Regions from separate parts of the Mus musculus genome. Here region 2 is linked to region 1. Evidence: chromatin contacts called from public HiChIP or PLAC-seq data. All regions are on one chromosome and are shown on one strand. The core of a region is the stretch at or near the end of the contact, and the rest is flanking DNA. Distances in the headings are between cores, read along the strand shown. Region 1 overlaps Bmp7 (bone morphogenetic protein 7). Region 2 overlaps Gm40011.

Region 1 (2,698 bases), core at 79-2,578:
AGCAAGCAGACGGGGCGGAGCTTGGAGCCTATCCTGTAATCAAGAGCTGTGCCCTGTTTACTATGATGGGCCAGGTAGCATGGAGGGCTTATAGTCTGCCTACTGACAGTGCTGGGAACCTCTGTTAAACCCATCCTGCACCCTCTCCAGGACTTGGTAGAGATTGGCTAGTATGTCCATTCTTAACACTCAGGAAGGCGCAGATCTCCCCCAACCACATAAGCTACTCATTGTTGAGCTGTGATGCCCACGACTAGAGAGCTCTGACAGACGAGCTTTTGTTCCCAGCAGATGCACACTGGCCAGAAATTATCCTACAAATATCCCCCTACCCTTCCTGCCCCACTGTCTATCAGAAGAAGCACCCAGGCCCTGTCCCAGCATCCCCCAAGGGAACAAGCCGCAGCAGAGTTGAGGCTAGACCCCACCCATGACAAGGTCTGCCAGGGTTCAAGTCTCACCAGTAGCTCTCAGGCAGAAGGCCTTCTCCACACAGCTTAAATGTGGACCAGACTCTGAGAACACTCAAGGCATCTTGTCCTTGTGTAGGCTCTGACCAGGGACACAGCTGCCACGGGTCCCTGAGCAGGACCCAGGCGGAGCTCCATCAAGTTCTGCTTCCACCTAGGGAACAGAACTTCTGACCTCCTTTGATCACGGTCAAGAGCTTTTGCCCCTGCAGGACACTGGAAGGGGTCCACTGGTCCTGTTACTAACAAATGCTGAACTTCTGCTGGGTCTTCAAGGTCAGATCTTTGGGACTGGGGTTAAAGTGAATCTATCAGCAGCCTGTGGACTGCAGAGTTTGGTTTGATTAATAACAAGCAATGTGCTGGGGGCACAGCTTGGAGGTGGAGCATTGGCCTGAAGGTTTAAGGCCCTGGGTTCTGTCCCCAGTACCAATAAGCACAAAACAACCATCACAGGTGGCCAGCCTTTTGTTCACATGTACTGTGGTACACTGCTGTGTCTGCAGGCTTTGGAAGCTAGCTTGGGCTCTACTTACCTATGCATGCCTCCCTAAATACAGGTATCAATGTAGGAAACCACAAGAGGGGGAGAGCATTTTAATCCACTGAACACGGCTCCAGACAACCACATCGAGCACACCTTCCTGCCCTTGCTTGTAAGCCAGTCTTCTAGGCAACCTCGGAGGAGAGGTTATGCGTACTCTGTTCAGGGCACTCCTCCAACTGGTCCCCAGCTCTGTTTCTTTAAAAAAAAAAAAAAAAAACCCTGACCAATGACAGATCTTAATCAGCAGAGAGATAACTTTCTAGTGAAACAGGATCAGCCCGGTGTGATAATGCCAACTTCCTGTTTTGCCTCGTGCCCTGTCAACACAGGCAAGCTTCTGTCTGAGCCAGTGTCTTTCTGCTCAGGCATGCCACCTCCATCCAGTGCCGTAGATGTAGGGCTGAGGCACCATGTCTGGGGGGGGTGGCTGCTGACTACCTTCATAGCCTGCACTAAGACTGCAGCTGGGGTTCCTGGTTGTTGAGTATACATGCTGACCTCCTCTCTGCTCCCACCAACTGGGCACCCCAGAGTCAGGAAGCAGGGTTAACTCTAGAGATGGAACCAAGTCTCTGAGCCCAAAAAAGAGGTCTTGGATCTACCAAGAGGTAGGAGTAGGCCTCAGGGCTGGACTGCTTATGAGATATTCTTCAACAGGGATGAGACAGAGACCACTTGGGCAAGGTGGTGTGGAGTACTGACTTGGGGTGGGGGTAGGGAGAGTCACATCAGAGGAGACAGAGGTCCAACTAAAACCAGGAAAGAGGTACTCTGAGTAGGGTAAGGAGGTCCCTGCAAAAGGATAATGTACTCAGACAATGTCTGTCACAGGCAGTCATCAACAGAGGATCTGGGGGGGGGGGTCCACAAATGATCATGGCAGGGCAGGCAGGAGACACTCAGGCTTTGGCCACCACAACATCTGACAAAGCCACACTGGTGGGCCACTATATACTATAAATGTCGGAGCACACACCCAGCCTGTGTGTGAGCAAGACATTTATTTAGCATCCCTGTCAGTTGGGTGGTGGGTAATTGTCACTTGTGACTATTTAACACGTGCTCTTAGAGAAACACAGTCAGTAGCTAGGCTGAGCCTCAGGTTACGATCTGAAGCCAGCTAAGGTCCAAGGCGGTCTCTGTGCTTTGTGGAGCTTTGAAGCACACAGGAAGCTGGCTTGCCCATCTTCTCCATTACCCAGGCTAAAACACTCAGCCTCCTGCTGAGGAAGCTGGAAGACAGCTCATGAATAGGCCCAGGTGTACATTTAAGCACCGTCGGCCTGTAGGGAGTGGGGAAAGGGACATCTATTTGGGCAGCAGAGAGAGAACCCTAGGGCCCTCGGGGTATCCCTCTCCACCTTGTTCTCAGGGGCATCTCTCAGGAAGGCAGCAGGATCCAGGAGTAGGTCCCACTGTGGTTGCAGTCTTTCTTACAGTCCGAAGGGGATTCATCCCCAAGAACGTGTGTATCCCTTATAGCTTGGCTGCTGCAAGCCTGTAGCTGGTTCTCTAAACTTCCAAAAAAAATCACTCGGAGTCAGTGGTCTCCAGCTGGGGCGGGGGGTGGGGGGGGGGGAGGCTTGCCCTCACCCAGGAGATTCTTAGCCAGGTCTGGGGGTGACATTTGAGTGTCACAACTTGTGATACAGACAGTCCTCCTAGCATCCAGTGTGTGGAG
Region 2 (2,698 bases), core at 54-2,553, 160 kb after region 1:
AGGTCTACATTACTCCTTTTCACAGTTCAGGCCTTAGAATAGAATCACTGTTTGAGAAATCTTAATCACGTTTGGATTGCTCTGCACGCTTGCAGCCATTAACCAGAAATGATGAGTACAGCAGGCCACCCTCTAAGCTCAGTTGCCTCTAAGAGAAATATTTAAAAAAATTTTTTTTAGATTTATTTTTATTTTATGTGTGTATTTTGCTTGCCTGGGTATCTATTCACTATTCGTGTGCCTGGTGCCTGTGGAAGTCGGAGGAGGGCCTCAGATCCCTCGGAACCGGAGGCAGTTGTGAGCTGCTATGTGGATGCTTGGAATTGAACCTGGGTTCTCTGGAAGAACAGGCAATGCTCTAAACAATGGAGACATCTCTCCAGCCCCCAAGAGAGCTATTTTACCAGAGCTGTTTGTATGACATCTCCTGGCCACAGGAGACTTTTGTGGCACTTTCTGTGGTGTCCAGCACAGCGGGCCTCCTGTTCTGTCCTCTGCTCAGGGTGGAAGCAGAGGCAGGCACACCATTTGAAACACTAGGTTGTGCAGGTTGCAGAGATGATTGGTGGTGACCGTGTTTATGACAGCCATGCCTTGGGAATGTGGGGCGGCTGGTGTGAGCATCTCACACCAGGTACTCACTACAAATCAACTTCTACGAAAGGCTGGGGCGAGGGAGTGTGAGCGGAGATGAGCACCACACTCCAAGTCATTCGCTGTCGTCGGTATGTTTCACTTGCCTTAGAGACAAAACCAGGACCACTGATAGGACCAGCCTGAGGCCTGTCATGGGCATCAGAAGAGATGAGCGTTCATTCGGGAGACCAGACCTAGGAAAAAACCTGTTCTTGCCACTTTCCAAAAGTGAGCCATCATGACATGGATGCCACCAATGGACCTCGATGTCAGCTGTAGAGGTTATCACGATGTAAAGCATGCTTTCTGTTGGTCTCTCTCTCTCTCTCTCTCTCTCTCTCTCTCTCTCTCTCTCTCTCTCTCTCTCTCTCTCTCTCTCTCTCTCTCGTTTTAACGGTCTTTGTAGGAGAATGCTGTCATCAACCTAAGTTACAAGGGGATATACTGTCTCCTGGCAAAACAGGCGTGAGCTGGGGCAGAGGTGAATCTCCAAGTCTCTAAAGGAAGTCCTTCCCAGGTAGCTCCCCTAACCTGCCACCCTCATCAACAAATTCTCCTCGGGTACAACACAAGGTAAGCTGCCAAGATTGAGTCCGGACTTTGTGTGTTTATGGAAGTGCCTTGAATCACCAGTACCAGTGTTTGAGAAGTTGACGCCTGCCCTCTGGTGGGCACTAGATGCACTGCAGCTGTGTTAGAGCCCAGTGCATTGGAATCTGCCACCCTTCAGCAACTGTGTGCTGCGCTCTCCTCCTGGATGGGGTTTGTCATAGAACAGAGTCAACATTCCAGCCAAACTTTGCTGTCCGATCCAAAAGTCTGCTTATAAGGAGATTTTTGACTGCTCTTTAGAGACCTACGAGGCTTGCTTTTTTTTTTTTTTTTTTTTTTTTTTTTTTATTTTGAGACAAGGTCTCATATAGTCCAAGTTGGCTTTGAACTCACTATGTAGCTAAGAATGACTGTGAACTCCCAAGCCTCTTGTCTCCCCAATGCTGGGATTACAAACCCTGCACCACTGCATGCAGTTTATTCTGTGCTGGGATCAAACACAGGGCTTCATGCTAGACAACCACTTTCCTGACTGAGGGACGGCCTCGCCCCAGCCTCTTAGGTTAGCATCCTAAGAACATGTTCTTTCCCTTGCATGCTCTTTAAAAAGGCTTATTTTTATTTCATGTGTGAGTGTTTTGCCTACATGTATGTGTGCGTACACTGTCCCCGGAGGCAAGAAGAGGGCGTCAGATGCCCTGCAACTGGAGTTACTAACAGTTGTGAGCTGCTGTGTGCCTGCTGGGAGCTGGACCTAGGTCCTCTGCATGGGCCAACAGTGCTCTATAACCACTGAGCCACCTCTCCAGCCTCATTTGTTCTTAAACTAAGAGTGTTAAAGTGCTGTGAAGTGCACAGAAGAGCTCCCACTGTGGTACTTCTTCTTTTCAAAAGATCTATTTATTTAATGTATGTCTTCAGACGCACCAGAAGAGGGCATTGGATCGCATTCCAGATGGTTGTAAGCCACCAGGTGGTTGCTGGGAATTGAACTTGGAATCGCTGGAAGAGAAGCCAGTGCTCTTAACCTCTGAGCCACCTCTCCAGCTCCCATGGTACTTCTTTAAAACTACAATGATTTGTGTGCACGTATAGCACTCATGTGTGTCAAGGTATGCATGTGGGCTCAGAGGACAAGTGTCAGGATGGCTTCAGTTCTCTCCTGGGGATTGAACTCAAGTCATTAAGGCTTGGCAGCAAGCACCTTTTACCTGCTGACCCATATTGCTGGCCCCACAATGGCTAAATATACAGTTAGTTTAGAGGTGTTCAGAGTGTCGCACTGTTGAGTAGCCTTCATGGCCTTTCTAAGTCTTCATGCTGAATAACGGTTCAATGGGTGTTGCAATGTCCTCATTAAACGCTATTCCTCTGTGCTCCCGCCCCTGCTGCCCTCTGTTCTCCTGTCCTTCCCAAGGATGCTGACTCCCCTGGGAGCTCCCACCACACCGCCCAGCAGAGCTCAGTGTTCACCTAGGCTGGAGAGCACTTGCTCTTTCAGGGCTGCATA

What was found. HiChIP or PLAC-seq counts read pairs in DNA pulled down with a chosen protein or histone mark.
Region 2: an H3K27ac HiChIP or PLAC-seq map of regulatory T cells shows a contact between it and region 1, with 6 times the contacts expected there. The contact joins two enhancer-like sites. A contact is called at or near these places in 4 of 39 promoter capture datasets (embryonic stem cells, hippocampal neurons, pre-B cells and 1 more), 7 of 484 Hi-C or Micro-C datasets (LSK cells, double positive thymocytes, embryonic stem cells and 4 more) and 4 of 115 datasets of contacts at active chromatin or transcription factors (the SCID.adh cell line, cardiomyocytes and regulatory T cells).

The regions. Positions count from the first base shown.
Region 1 is chr2:172,926,528-172,929,225 of GRCm38.p6, forward strand. The region is part of intron 1 of Bmp7 (bone morphogenetic protein 7); the gene reads right to left. It overlaps Gm40010 (a long non-coding RNA gene), which reads right to left. Exons shown (of 3, transcript XR_867069.2): 3 at 1-2,698. Among named protein-coding and RNA genes, the nearest start is that of Gm40010, 12 kb to the right of the region's middle. Within about 2 kb of position 1,329, at least 40 of the 459 cell types and tissues checked have an H3K27ac peak or open chromatin away from gene starts, as enhancers often do. A contact at or near this core is called in the SCID.adh cell line, double positive thymocytes and regulatory T cells, where this site is marked.
Region 2 is chr2:173,088,363-173,091,060 of GRCm38.p6, forward strand. The region is part of intron 2 of Gm40011; the gene reads left to right. Among named protein-coding and RNA genes, the nearest start is that of Gm40011, 6.9 kb to the left of the region's middle. RefSeq lists an enhancer at 1-505. Within about 2 kb of position 1,304, at least 14 of the 459 cell types and tissues checked have an H3K27ac peak or open chromatin away from gene starts, as enhancers often do. A contact at or near this core is called in the SCID.adh cell line, double positive thymocytes and regulatory T cells, where this site is marked.